Regions from separate parts of the Gossypium hirsutum genome. Here region 2 is linked to region 1. A link is a contact called in public Hi-C data. All regions are on one chromosome and are shown on one strand. Each heading gives the region's core, a stretch centred on a gene start, on an enhancer-like site or on the middle of the called end of the contact. The rest is flanking DNA. Distances are from core to core; before and after follow the strand shown.

What was found. A called contact is a pair of places that touch in the nucleus more often than the background predicts.
Region 2: a contact with region 1 is called in a Hi-C map of leaf, with 2.3 times the contacts expected there. The contact joins the promoter of LOC107954647 here to the enhancer-like site in region 1. A contact is called at or near these places in 7 of 34 Hi-C or Micro-C datasets (anther, hypocotyl, leaf and 1 more).

What each region holds. Positions count from the first base shown.
Region 1 is chrD07:29,247,569-29,255,410 of Gossypium_hirsutum_v2.1, reverse strand. No RefSeq gene overlaps it. Among protein-coding and RNA genes, the nearest start is that of LOC107954648, 28 kb to the right of the region's middle. Within about 2 kb of position 3,365, at least 2 of the 9 cell types and tissues checked have an H3K27ac peak or open chromatin away from gene starts, as enhancers often do. A contact at or near this core is called in leaf, where this site is marked.
Region 2 is chrD07:29,280,641-29,288,482 of Gossypium_hirsutum_v2.1, reverse strand. It overlaps LOC107954647 (CLIP-associated protein), which reads right to left and starts at 2,975. Exons shown (of 22, transcript XM_016890262.2): 1 at 2,123-2,975; 2 at 682-837; 3 at 537-599. The coding sequence starts at 2,455.

The DNA.
Region 1 (7,842 bases), core at 2,116-4,615:
TTTTAGCATGTAATTCATAATTAGATCCTCTAGGGAGTCCATACTACTTAAATAAGACTTGAAATGTGATAATATGTTAATCTGCTTTTGTATGTGACATAGTTATGGTATGTGAACTTTAAATGTATGATCTATGTTCCAATGGTTCTGAAAGCATGACTATATCTGGAAGGTAAGCATGATATCTATAAGTATTATATCTATTAGTATGATCATGATCATGTGCATTGGGTTGGGATATAACATGACGGAGGAAGTGTTGGCAGCGTAATTTACTTGCCTTATTTGGTGGTTAATACCACGTATATCTGTTTTGGTGGCTTAGCCACTTATATCTAATTCTGGCGGTTTACCGCATATTGTTATCTAGCAACTTGACTGCGTTATTTCTAAAAAGTGATATGCGCTCACTTATTGGTGTGTGGGGTTGGATGGGTACTTGATACAGTAATTGATGTGTAGGGATAGATGGAGATGATGTGTAGCGGATAGGGGTAGGACTTATTGTAACGCTTGGTTTGTGCAAGTGTACACAATCATTGCAAGTAATAAGTAAGTAAAAGAGTTATCGTCTCCATAGGGACTGTGTATGTTAATCAATTAATTTTAAATTTAAAGTTAACAATTTTGTGAGAAAAACACAATAATTTTTGAGTGATTGATGTAAAAATAAATTACTAATTGTAAGATGATACCTAATGCAAATTATTCTAAATGTAAAGTATGAAATGAAATGTATGAGACGAGTTTAGCAACAAAAAGCACAAACTTCAATAATAAATAATATGAATAGGCTAGAATAATTACATCATTCAATTCTGATTTATTTTTCTCATGTTTAACAGTGTTCGGAAAATATTCCATGGAACCTCGATCTTTCATGGGCTTGAAACCAAATTAAGTCCTTTTAGAATATTTTACTTAGTAAAACATGCACTTTATTGATCACATTAAACTAAGGGTTTCTTAGAATTCATGTGAAGTAATAGAGACTGGGTTGGTTTGAAACAATTTAATCACATAAACCTAAAACTCATGCAAGGTAATAGAGCTCGGTCAAGTTATTACAAACCTTTAATTTATTCTAGGTTGGATATAAATTAATCATGCACTCTTCAATTATTATGTCTATTAGCTGTCATCTGGTTCGGGTCGCTCAACTAATTTTAATGCATCCAATCACATATGAATGAAATACATGCTTGAGTTTAATTGAAAATATGAACGATTGAGGCACAAATAATATAAACATGATTTAAACAAAATTCATTGAAATGATGTAATCATCCTAGCTAAACAAATTTAAACTACCATTGTTGATGGCAAGATCACAAAGCACATGCAAACATGATTTAATTAAAGTAACAAAATAAAGGAAGAATAAACTCTATTCGAATCAACAGTCTAGCAAACTCTGATTGAAAAGGTTTCCTCCAATCCTTGTGTTGCTTATTTGCTAATGGCTTCTCAAGGTGGCCAACCAAGAGATAATCTCTTCAGGATTTTGCTGGTTAAGAAAAAAAAGAAAATAAATATGGGATGATATGTGTGGAAATGAGCAAGAGATGTAGGGATGCTTTGAAATGGGGAATGGATGTGGGTATTTATAGTGAAGGTTGGTGGATAAGTTTACTAAAAATAGTGTGAAAAATCCCCCAATTTACTTCTTTGCTTGGTTGGCCATTGTGGAAAGGAATGGATGTTGGTTGCTTGATTCAAGCATAAAATCATGCTTGAATTAAGTAAGGGTTGGACGACTTCAAGGGAAAATCTTGTGGGCTGATTTCTGATTCATTTGAAATAGTAAGGATCTTTAATAAATTTCCCAAAACCTGATTTCTGGGCTGCTCACAAGTGTCATGCTGAATTGGACTTGTTCTTCTCTTGTTGGGCAGTTTGGTGATCCAGTTGTTAACTAGACTTGTCCATCCATTGATCCATTTTCAATTAGATCACAAGCAACCTTTTCATGATCTATTTTATATGTGCTTGTCGTCCATATAGAATGGATTGGGACATGTCCATGTAACTTTATTTTATAAATAAATCATGCATAATTTCAAATTAACTTATTAATGGGTTCCATTTCAAAATACTCTTTCATGGCCAACTATTATTTCTTTTTCTTTGGATTCTTCATTCTTGATGGTTTAATTTTTAAATAAATCACCAATTTAATTTCCGATACAAATTAAAATACCTGTTTTTTAAGAGTAAAGCTTTATTGAATAAATAATAAAAAATGGCATCGCAAAACACCAACATAAAAGGAAAAATGAAAACAAAATTTAAAGGCAATTTTCACCCTTCACATCTTCATTAAAAAACCATCAACAGTTGGATAAGTTAATTGCACCATATTTTTGCCAAGTTATCAGTTCACTACAACAAATTTATTTATTAGTGATGTCTATAATACTGTCACTGTTAGTATTTGGTGAAATAAATTTCATCGTCACACCGTTGATCACGTTAGGCATGCTACTAAAAATTAATATTGATGTTATATCATAATGTGTCATGTATTATTGATAATATTAAGACGATAATGTATGATGCCATCATATAAATAAAATTTGATGATAATTAATTGCGTCAATAATCATATAAAATTGTCGTAAGTCATACATATAGTCACCAATAATGAAATAGCATTTCACTTACAGGTGACAAAAGAAATATTGTAAGCATGTCAATGACGTGCTATATTGTCACTAATATAATAACATAATAATATTAGCGACAATAATATTGTCACCAAATGATATATGTATTCGTCATTTATTAATTGAACTGTCACCAATAATAATATAATATTCAAAATATATGTGACAAAAAAGATATGGTCTGACATACTATATCATCATGTAATATGATTTAAAAAATGCATAAATATTGTTAATACATAACCGCACCTGATAGACAACTAATTTTGTCCTTAAATCATATACATAATCGTCATTAGTTATACAAATTGTCACCAATAATATTGTAAACAGTTAATTTTATCTGTGTCTTCGAAATATTAAATTCAAATTTTTAAATGAAATGCAAATATTAAATTATAAATCAATGTTGATTTGGACCAATTAATTTGAAGACTTTGATTGAATTTGGATCCATTTTCCCTATTTGGGTCGTATTCCTTTTATTTTTTATGCTAAATAAAAATTTTGGGCTTTGGCCCTTAGATTTGTATAGTTTTAAATATTTATAATTTTACAATATTTTATTAATTACAAAAATTCAAGAAAAAAATCCAAATTAAAAATAAATTTACAAAACAAGACCCTTAACTTTGAACATGTTACAATTTGGTCCATAAGACATCCCCTTTGGACAACACCATCCCAACACCCACTCTCACCGTGCATCACTAAACCCCTCATTGCCTTCATTCATATCCACCATGCCCCTAAACCAAACACTATTCACATACCCACAAATAGTAGTAACAAACAACGCAAAGTTTAAAGCTTCTGAAACGAAAGGGAATTTATGAGAAAAACAATCAAAATTAACAAATTAAAAAAAAATCAAAAAGAAAGACCCATTTCAAATGGTTGAGTTCTCGGCGCCATAAAATATAAAAAGAAACAATGAGAGAGCAAAACCAAGTATGTGTCATTAATGAATAATGATAAGCTAAAGGAACAGTGGTGAAAAAGAGTCTAAAATAATACAACTCTGCCATACAATGAGAGAAGAATACAACAATGGCAATCCCCACCAAAACCGCCATATTTGAAGATAATCCCACAATTAAAATCAGCTTTGCCATTGCCGTGCACACCCAAAAACTAGAAGGCTCCTGGATATAGTAACATTTAAATACGATATAAGTCGGTACAACTAAAAACATCATGCTATTATGTTACAAATTTATATTTTTAGGGTTGGAAAAAGTTTGATACTTTTGCAATTGATGATTGTAATACTAACCGTAAAACCTTTAAAATATCAAATTATAATCGAAGACAAATCATATTGTAATTTTTTTAGTATAATGATTTATTTAATCTTTCAACTTGATAAAAAATTTATTTTAGTCTTTATTTAATTTTTCGTCTCTTTAGCTCTTAAACTTACATTGTTTGTCTAACTACCCAAAATGGATAAAAAAATTGATGTCGGTAAACTTTGCTAATGTGGCAATCCACGTGTGTGCCACATTAGCAATTAATTAATTTTTAAAATTAAAATATTAATTTTTCATATTTTTTAAATTTTTTTGAATTTTTTAAATTTTTAAATTTTAAAAAATTAATTAATTACTGACGTGTCATCCACGTATATGTGGCTACATGAACAAAGTTAACAAACTTTAACTTTTCAATCAATTTTTAGGTGATTTGACAAAAATCGTATATTTAATAGTTATAAGAGATGAAAAATTAAATAGAAGATTAAAATGGCTTCTTTTCTTTATAAAATTGAAGTACCAAACAAGTCATTATATCTATTTTTTTATTCAAATTCAACAATACTTGTGATAGCCCGAAATAGGGCCTAATCGGAATAGTGGTTTCATAACCACAAATCCGAAGTGAAATAGTTTTATTTTATAAATTTTTATTAGTTACTGATTGATTGAAATATTGTGTGAAAATATGGATAGAAAATTTTAATGATTTAGTGCCTAATTGAATTTTTAGGACTAAATTGAGAAAAATGCAAAGTGTGTCTAATTAGTGATTAAATGACTTAATTGAATTATTGCATGAAATTAGAAGTGTTTATGTGGCAATTAGACCATAAATTAGTGTTATGGACACAAAAGGGTATTTCTAGAAAAATATCTAAGTAATGGGTCAAGGGCATTTTTGTCCAAATTGAATAAAATACAAAATAAAGTGAAAATAAGTGTCCATCTTCTTCAAAATCAGACGTTTGCTGCCAAAAAAATTCATGTCACCATAGCTAGGGTTCTTGATCTTCCTAAGCTCAATTGTAAGTGATTTCTTGCCCCGTTTTTAATTATTTTCGTATTTTTATGCTTATTGAAGCTTGAATTTCATGTTTCTACCATTTAATTTAAATGAAATTAAAGTTTAAAAATTGATCCATTCATGATATAATTGTAAATTGATTAGTGATGTTAGATAATGAATGTTTGAAGTGTTAATTACAAGTTTTACTAGATGAATTTCAATGAAAATGTTGAAAATGGGCTAAATTGTGGAAAATGGTAAAGTGTGCATAAAGTTGTGATTTTGTGAAATTGAGGGCTGTTATGAGCATGAAATATGATTTAGTGAATTTTTAAATTTAAGAATTTAGTGAATTTTATTTTTACGAGCTTAGGGACAAAAGTGGAATTTTTGAAAAGTTTTGGGGAAAAATGTAAATTTGCAAAAATGTTGTGTATGAATTGTATTTGAATGAAATATTGATAAAATGTATTAAATTGTGTTAATACAGATCAAGAAAGAAGAAATAGTGCAAGTGATCGGGGAAAAGAGAAAGTTATCGACTAAAATACAAAAATAGTCGTTTTGCATCCGAGGTAAGTTACGTGTAAATAATAGTTATATTTTTATAAATTGTGAATTATACTTGATATGTGAATTAATATTGAATGTGGAAGGAAAATTGTTCATGAATTATTCAAGTGTTAAAGTGTTGAAAATAAAGTGTTAAGTGTAAATTCCCGGTTGAACTTAGGAATAGAAGTGGATACAAGTGACATGTCACTAGAGATCAGTGTTACAGTGTTACAGTGAGTCCCGGGTGCTGAGTGATCTAGCATGTGTTGCAGACACCTGACAGCTTGTGTGAGCAGGCCCGTGGACATTTCCAGTGTTATTGATCAGTGGTAGCTTCGGCTACGTTTCAGTGGTAGCTTCGGCTACATATTAGTGTTGCACTTATGTGCTAAATCTCTACGTATCTGTGTATATTCCGAGTGTTCAACGGGATTAATAATGAGTTAAAGTGAATATGAAATGAAGTGTTTATGCAGGTACAATTGAAAGAATGAGCATATGTGATAAATGTTAAGTGTGAAAATGTATATGAAAGTGAATTGGTAAGATTGTGCATGTGTAAGTGATTGAAATTGCTAAGGAATGTTTTGATTAGTTATATGCTAAAAGTGTTATTTATTAAATGAGTACCTATTATTTACATGTAACTTACTAAGCTATTTGTAGCTTACACATTTTCTCATTTCCTTTGTTTTATAGTGATTTGAACTTGATCGAATTGGAGATCGTCGGAGCTCGTATCACACTATCATAATCATCTCGGTATTATGTGCTTTTCAAAATATTTAAACTATGGCATGTATAGAGTCTTAATCATTTTGAGTATGTTCATATGATATGGCTAAGATTAGCTATTGAAATGGTTAGTAAAGATTATGTTTTGGTTATGTATGTGTAAATGGTAGCTAATACAAAGAAGCAGTTTCTTTGACAGCAGCAGTGACGTGAATGTGAAAAATCACCATAAATAGTAGAAATGGAATTAGAGAGTGAATTATATATGGAATTAAAGCTTATCAAGTCTATTTTTATATGAAAGAAACGATGTAGGCAAAGGAATTCTGTATTTTGAGATATTTGAATTTTAGTGAGACAGGGTCAGAATAGTTTTTGAAGTCCCCTTTTCTGACTTTGGAAAATCATTATAAATTGTACAGAAATAATTATAGGTCATAATTTATATGCCTAGATTCCTTAGTGAGTCTATTTTCAAAAGAAATAAATGGTAACCTTATATGAATTCTGTACAAAGATATAATTGACTTTTAGTGGCAAGAGGTCAGATCTGTCTAGTTGTGAAACAGGGGATACTTTAATGAATAAACTGTACTAATTGGCTAAGTAAAAAATTCTGAAAATTTTATGGTAAGTAGTAATATGAGTCTAGTTTCAGGGAAAATTTATGGATTTAAATTTCAAGTTCTGTAACTCGAGCTATAATTAAATTAGTGAAAGTCACGCAGGTAGACAGTTTTGTTGTGAACAGTGAATTTAATTTTTAAAAGCAAATTTTTATGCTCTGAATTGGTAAGTTAAATTAGATAACATCTCGTACTCGATTGCGGCGACGGTCTCGGGTAAGGGGTGTTACAATACTAAATGGCAGAATGAATGTTGAAAGACTATTTTATGGTTGATGAAATATATTATATGAATTTCAGGTTTTCGTTTGAGAGTAATGTGCAAAATTAATTGAATCAATACTTATAATGTTTAGGGAGCAAAATCTAAATCGTCGAATAGATTTCGAATTGATCTGTTTTGAATGGAGAAAATTTTTTTCTTTTGAAAAGTGGATGTGGGGCAGGGTAAGGTGGATTTTTTTTCTGGATAGTGAGTATGGAGCAGTTATGGTAAATATTTGTCCCACCCTGACCTGCTCCCATATATGAAATTACCATTTTATTCTTATATATATGAATTATTAAAGGGTAAAAATGTAATCACGTAATATAAAAAAATCTATATATTTTATGTTTGAATAGTTTTTGAAGAATTATGTTTAAATATTTATTTGACTTAGAAAAGATTGAAAATATTAAAGATAAGTAGCAAAAATTAAATTGAAATGGAGTAGGATGTGGTGGGGTGGGGCGAGGATGGATGTATCTAACAACCATAAAGATAGTAATGGCTTTCAAGATTATGCATATATAGTGGAGCGAAGTGAGTAGTAGAACAGAGCATGCGAACTATAAAGCGATGATAGATTTAACAATATTCACCCTCGCTTCTCATTCTTAATGATGTTGTGTTTTTTTTTTCAATAACCCTAATAATGTTGTTATTTGAAAATATACGTGAGTAAGGAATTAAATTTCAAATTTAAAATATTTTTATGCAATGAGTTGATTCA
Region 2 (7,842 bases), core at 1,726-4,225, 33 kb before region 1:
GATGATTTTTTTTGTTTATATGCTAAATATAACTAAGAGAATATTTTTGGCACAACCTACTGATATCAAATTACATAAGCATTGCTTTTGACATTTTAATCGTAGCCTAGGTCACAGCAAGCTGTCAAGAAAAATTTTTCTAGTTTTTGTTTTCCAACAAAAAGGAGTCCTGACCAACTTAAGTTTTTAATGTTTTCCTGACTAGAAAACAGATTCAGAACCCTGATGTTTGTGCCTATTGATTTTTTCATTATATTTCTTTGTCTTCTAAAGGCAAGTAAAAAACTTATTGCAAGCATATCAACATGTTTTTCCCTAACTGATAGGCAGAACAGCTGCCTCTGAGAAAGCCCACCTATTAGGATTCAGGCTATCATTTGTATATTTAGGAAAAAGCGAAAGTTCCTTTAAAACATCGATTAGAAATTTGAATATGACCAAAACAAGAATAAGAAAATATCAATTCTTACTAAACCTAAGTTAGAAATGTTGTTGAGCTCTAGTAAAGATAATACTAGAAGACAACTTTCACTGACCTCAATGCACAATATAGCAGCTTCACGAACACCGGGATTTGAGTCATGCAACATCTGCAAAATCTGATAAATAAAGAAATTTATATATGTCAACTTATCTCTGTCACACATACATTTTGGAGAAGTTAATGACTAATGAGCATACGGGGGGGAGAATAGCCCGTTGAAGTGGAAGCTCAGTAGATGCAAAAAGACTGATTGAGGATGTGACTGTCTGGGCAAATTCCTCCCTAACTCTCCAACTTCTATGCGTCCAGCCGTAAGAGCCCGCCCTTTCAACAATAATTGTTGGAGAAGAAACCTGGAATACAAAATAATCAGTATATTTTACAGATCAAACTAATTGTTTACCACTTATCTTAAAATAATAATTCAAAAAACTCAGCAAGGCACTCAAATTGATACTTACTCCAAAATATAATTGCAAAACATATAATCTAGTCCCTTTCCTTATGAAAACAGATATAAAAATAAAACCATAAACCACCGGGCATTGAAAAGAAATTTAAAAAATAAAAATTGCAATGGACAAATTCTTGAGGTTGTCCACTCCCTCATTGTATCACTAATCTTACTTGAAAATGCATATGGATTAAGGAAGTTACTACTTTCCACAACATAAAACAGAAAAGAAAAGGAATACTTAGATACAAAAGCAAATAACATTTATGAAGACTTCAAAAATACAGTGTACTTTTATAGAGAACAAAATGCTGCATGATTTTACTAAATTGGAGATGGGTTTCAGTAATTTTGTTAACTTCCAATCTATTATGGTTTCATTTCTACCATTTTCTCTTTCTTTTTTGACCAACCTTTAGCAAGCAAAAAGCAAGTGAAAGAAACGACCACATAATGGGATCCAAGAAAAGTGAAAAAGCTTTTGACAACTTGTATTCTTACTAAATTGTCCATAGCCATTATGACAATGCAGGTTCTTAAGTCTTGCTTTAGAGTGAGAACTAGAAAAGAAAATCTTAAAAGCTAATGCTTTAGTTCTTCACAGCAGACTTTTTAAACCACACTAAACATAAACGTATCTTTTGAGAGTAGAAGAGTATCAAGCATCTGCTTTTCAATAACATATGATAGCCATAGAGGTAATTGCATGAGGAACCCTAATTCACGAACTTGCTTTCTTAGTAGTATTAATAAAAAATTAAAATGGAATGAATGACTAATCCCACAAGAAACATGGAAGCCATCCCGAGGTAATTAAGGATGGTAATTATTCAATTGCATAAAAGCATTCACTAATGACTTCTACAAAGCTAAGGTAACTTTAGAAAGCAATAAAATAAGGAATGAGTTAGGTTTCCATTTACCAAGAATTGCGAAGACAAAAATGATAACGAATTATTTTAAGGTAAAACAATTCGGAAGCCCTTGACTCATTCAAAGCTAAGAAAAACCGTATTTCCTATCTCCATGAATAAAAAACATTCTGGTACGGTAAAGTTCCACAAAGCGGAGGGACAAAAGTCTTCCATGGATTGATATGCATGAAAGTCAGTTATAAGAAGGAAAAGGAATTATACTAGCAGTAGACAATCAATAACATAAAAGGAAATAGATAGCAACTCTACCTCCATGAGAGTGAGAAGTAGGCGTCTCGCAGCGTCTCTGACGGTTTGCTTAGCGTCACCTAACCGTTCAACAACCGCGGGAACAAGCGCGTTGAAGTGCAACTTCAAGTGATCACCAGAGAGGACGGCGGCAGAAGCAAGTGCCTGGAGAGCGCCCTGGGAGACTCTGAAGTTGTTGTCGTTGAGGAGATCCATGCAGCAATCCACGAGCGAAGTAACCTCCGAATAAGTCAGACTCTTTCTGGAACCTTCGAGGAGGTGGTAGAGACGTTCCACAGCCGCCATTCGCTCCTTGGTGTCTTTGGCGCGTGCCAGCTCCAGTGCCTCCTCCATCTGGATCCCGATCCTGTCCTCAGATCTAAATTTCTCAACCAATTCCAGTAATTTGGAAAAAAAACAATAAAAATGAAAATTGAGGAAATGTGTTTGGCAGAGAGGAAAGAAATTCAATTAAAGGCAAGGAAAATGATTGTTATTGGTAAAGAGATACTTAGCGAAGAAGTTGCGCTTATTTTCTTTCTTATTAATTTTTCTTTTCTTTTCTTTCCTCAAAAAGAAATTATCATTACGGATGAAAGGAGTAGAGATGGTAAAGTGGACTGAGATTGACGGAGAAGATGATGAAAGTGTGTGGTTCAGGTAATTAAGGAAACTGCCCATCCCTTTTGTATTATTTTACGAGTTTTTGCCATTCTTTTTTTTGTTTTCGCGCGAGACTGCGATGTGCTCTTTTTTTAGTTTTTTTTTGTTCAGTTGTAACCGTCGTAAGGATAACACAGGGATGATCGGATACTTCAGATTTGGAATTTACTAGTCCAGCTATTTTTTGGTTTAAAATTTCTAGTTATTCTTTTATTTCAAACAACTTACTTTCCCTATTTTTTTTATTACATTAACTATCGAGTAATTATTTTTTATTTTAAAATGTTTCATTAATAAATTTAACAGAAAATTTTCAACAGAATTAACAATTAAACAAAAGCAAAAAGAATAAAATGCATACATAACATATATATATAATGAATTACCTACCAATACATCCGATAAAACTCAAATTTAAGGGATGATTTACCCATATATGCTACAAAAAAGAAATTTGACCATTTATACTAATTTTTTTAATTTACCGATATATATTATTTTTAGAGAGAGAAAAAAATGTGTCTAACAGGCACGTTTCACTTTGTGAAAATAATTGTCGCAATTCATTGAATTGTTGTGGTGAATGAGGTTTTTTCTCAAAAACAGCGGAATCAATCCGTTGGTGTTTGGAGTCGGGAGTTGAATCCCCAAGAAGAACATCATCGACAATCACGACAGTGGATGAAGGAACGGCAAGAGGAATGGCAGGAATTGAGGTGGAGGGTACGATGGTCACAATTGATTGAGGTAGCAAAGAGGGGGAATTATAATCTTCTTCCTCTTCTTCTTCTAACAACTCCTTATCCTCTTCGTCGTTATTATTGAGCACATCGTTGTTGATGTGTTTTCACAATAGAAAAAGGGAAACGTGTTGTAGGACACATTTTCCTTTCTCTCTCCAAACATAATATATATTGGTAAATTAAAAAAAGAACATAAATTATCAAATTTTATTTTTATTCAGCATACATGGATAAATCAACCCAAATTTAAGTACTTAAAAATTTAAAATTTTCATATATTTTAAAAAAAATCGTTTTTAATAAATTTTGAAAGACAATTTTTCATGTTTTTTTTTCCAATCACCATGTAATAGGTGTCCCAAAATCTACTATTATAATTGTGAAATGGAATCATATTGAGCAACAACCCCTTCCTCACTTCGTCCTTATTAAATACTGTCGAAACTTCTTTTTTTCAAATCGACTTTTTTATTTTTTTTTAAAAACGAAAATGGAGTCGCCACCAATCCTTTTTTTGAGGTGTGATCGGATCACCTTACAATTTGATCGTTTTAATAAAAAGTTTGATTTACTAAAATAATAATTTTGGTCTACCAAATCCCGGAAATGGGTTCGGGAGTATGTTACGCACGAGGAAGGATTAGCACCCTCGTAACACCCGAAATTGATACTTAATTGATTAATTGATGTCTTAGTGTGGAGAATTAGAAATTTGAAAAGAGTTCCATTTTTGTATTAAGGCACTACCTAACTAAAGTAATTTTCACGAAAAGGGCTTATCTCAAGTTAATCGAGAAAAAGGATCATGTCGCGTAAGTTAGGACACAATGTCTTAAGTCCTTGGAAACGAGAATAAACGTCAATTGATCGTTACTTAAATCTCATTTTTATTTATTTTAAAGTAAATATTCAACTATCTCGGTTTTAGAAAGAAGTCATATTCCATAAGTTAGAAACACAACATTTCTAATTTCAAAATAATGAACATTACCTTGATTTAAAAAAATTATTTTTTATGCATCGTACGAAGACGAACGTAACATTTAAAGTAATGTGCATTTAACTTGTTTGGGCATAGTACAAAAACCAATAATTATATTTAAACATAATGTATGATATAGTAATAATGAAATAATGTAAAATGGCTATATAAGTAAAATATTAGAATAATATATAATAAGTAAATAAGGAATACTATAGTAATACTAATGAAATTAATAATAATATTAATATTAATAATCAAATCATAAGAATAATAAAATAAATAAGGTAACTTGAAATAAGAATAAAAATAAAAAATGCATGATTAACAAATAGTAGACATGAAAGTGCCAAAAAATAAAAGCAATAATAAAATAACAAGAACACAAAAAAAAAGATAATGACAATAAAAATGCACTAATAATAGCGTGGCGATAATCACATTAATTACTATTCTAATACTAATTAAATAATAAAGGAAACATAAATAATAATGATAATAATAATAAAATATAAAAGTACATAAAAGGAAAAGATGAAATTGAAATCAGAATGAAATAAATAAATAAATAAAATAATAAATAAAACAACTTGTAAAAACAGAATTGAAGTTAAATAAACCAAGGATCAAATTGAAATCAGAATGAAATTAAGGAGTATACATTATAAATATATAAATAAAAAGACTAAAAAGGACTAAAACGTAGCACGCTAAAAATAACAGGGGCTAAATGGGCAAACATCCCAAAACTCCTAGACACGCATCCTTTTTAAGATGGTCTGAAATGCCCCAAAATAACGTCGTTTTAGAGACCGACCCGAAATCCGACCCGACCCTGGCAAGGATCCGTATGTTTTTAGTAGGGGTCTAATTGCCGCCCCAATCCTTCCGCTTTTTCATTATTTCTCAATCTAGTCCTAATTCCTTTATTTTTTTTCTTTTAGATTGTACCATTAATTTCAAACCTCTTTCAATTTGGTGTTTTGGGACGAGCTTTTCTGCACTAAATTTTTGAGGACCCTTTTTAAGCCTGATATGTGTTTAGGAGATCTAGAGTATTTTATTGATGCCCCAAGATGTAACATCCTTCCTTCCGAGAAGACCCAACCATCACATGTTCAATCTTCAATCCAAATTTGAGCTGCCCTTTTCCGGGTTTTCAACTCAAAACCCCTTTGGTCTCAATGCGCCCTTTGCGAGTTTTCGCCTTAGCCTCTCCCCCTTTTTTTTAGGTGAAGTATTTCTTGACTGAATCTGAATTCACAGGATTAGGCAGGTTTTTCCATCCATCTCGGTCAAAATCAACGCTCATTCAGAAAAGGTCTTCTTTACCACATAAGGTCTTTCCCAATTTAACATCCATTTTCCTCTGAAGTCTTTTTGTACGGGAATAGTCTTTTTCAATACTAGGTCCCCTCATGAAATTCTCTGGGGTACATCTAACCATGGCGGATAACCCTCAACCTCTTCTCTTCAATCAAGTTCAGCTGATCATATCGGGATTAGATCCATTCTGCTTCATCTAACTTCAATTCTGACAAAACTCAGAGAGAAGGAATCTCGACTTTAATGGGCAAGACCGCCTCCTTCCATAAACTAATGAGAAAGGCATTGCCCTAGTGGAGGTCTTGATAGATGTTCGATAAGCATAGAGGGCAAATAGTAACTTCTCATGCCAATCTTTATAAGTCTCTATCACTTTCCTTACAATCTTCTTAATGTTCTTATTGGCTACCTCCACTGCACTATTTATTTTTGGGCGATATGGTAATGATTTGTGATGTTTGATCTTGAATTGACTACAGACCTTCGCTACCATGCTGTTGTTCAAATTTAATGCATTGTCAGATATAATCCTTTCCGGCATCCCATACCGATATATGATCTATTTTTTCAAGAATTTGCTGACTGTTGACTTTGTGACATTGGCGTAAGAAGTGGCCTCTACCCACTTGGTGAAGTAATCAATGACCACAAAGATGAATCGATGCCCATTGAAAGCTTTTGGCAAGATCGGCCCAATGACATCTATGCCCCACATAGAGAAAGGTCATGGATAAGCCATAACATGAAGAGGTGAATGAGGCACATGAATTTTGTCTCCATAAATTTGGAACTTATGACATCTATTGGCATAATTGATACAATCCCCTTCCATGGTAGACCAATACTACTCGAATCTCATGATTTGTCTGGGCATCGTAAAACCATTAGCATGTGTTTCGCAAACGCCCTCGTGGACTTCTTCCAAAATCTTTTTGGCCTCAACAACATCCACACAACTTAGTAGCACTTGATCCTTTCTTCTTTTATACATGATCTCCCCATCTAAGACATAGTCATTGACCAGTCTCCTCAGCGTCCTTTTATCATTCTCGGTCACCTGATCAAGGTATTCATGATTCTTTACATATCACAGTATATTGTGGTACCAATGGTGATCATCTTTTTCCTTTTCTTCTATGTTGTAACAATGAGTTGGAGCCTCATAAATACTCATCTGGATCGGTTTTACATCTCCTTGTTTGTTCATTTTGACCATGGAAGCTAAGGTAGCTAGGGCATCGGCCATCTGATTTTCATCTCGTGGAAGGTAGCAGAAGGTGATGTCATCAAAGTTTTTAATTAACTCCAGGGCCAGCCTTTTATATTCAATCAACTTGGGATCTCTTGTCTTTCATTCACCTCTGAGTTGATAGATCACTACTGCAAAATCCCCATATACCTCTAGTACTTTGATCTTGCGTTCTATCGTTGCACGGATACCCATCATGCATGCTTCGTATTCTGTCATATTGGTCGTGCAATTAAAATCTAATTTACTAGAAAAGGGATAATGATCTCCATTTGGGGATACCATGACTGCCCTTATTCCGTTACCCATAGCGTTTGACGCTCAGTCAAAATTTAGTTTCTAGTGATGTTCTTCTTGAACACCTTCTTCAGTGGTTGCAACATACATCAGATCTTCATTCGGGAAATCAAAGTTCAAAGACTCGTAATCTTTTAGAGTTCTACAGGCTAGAAAATCTGCTATTGCATTCTCTTTTACTGCAATTATATCAAATTCAAAAAGTAGAATTTTCCATCGAACCATTCTTCCATTCAGAGCAATCGACTCCATCATGTACTTTAGAGGATCTAATTTTTAGATTAACCAAGTTGTGTGGTATAGCATGTACTGTCTCAGTCTCCGGGTTGTCTAGATCAAGGGGTAACACAACTTCTCAATTGGTGAATATCTTGTCTCAAACTCAGTGAACTTCTTATTGAGGTAATCTATTACTCTTTATTTCCTTCCTGACTCATCGTGTTGGCCAAGCACGCATCCCGTAGAATTCTCAAATACTGCC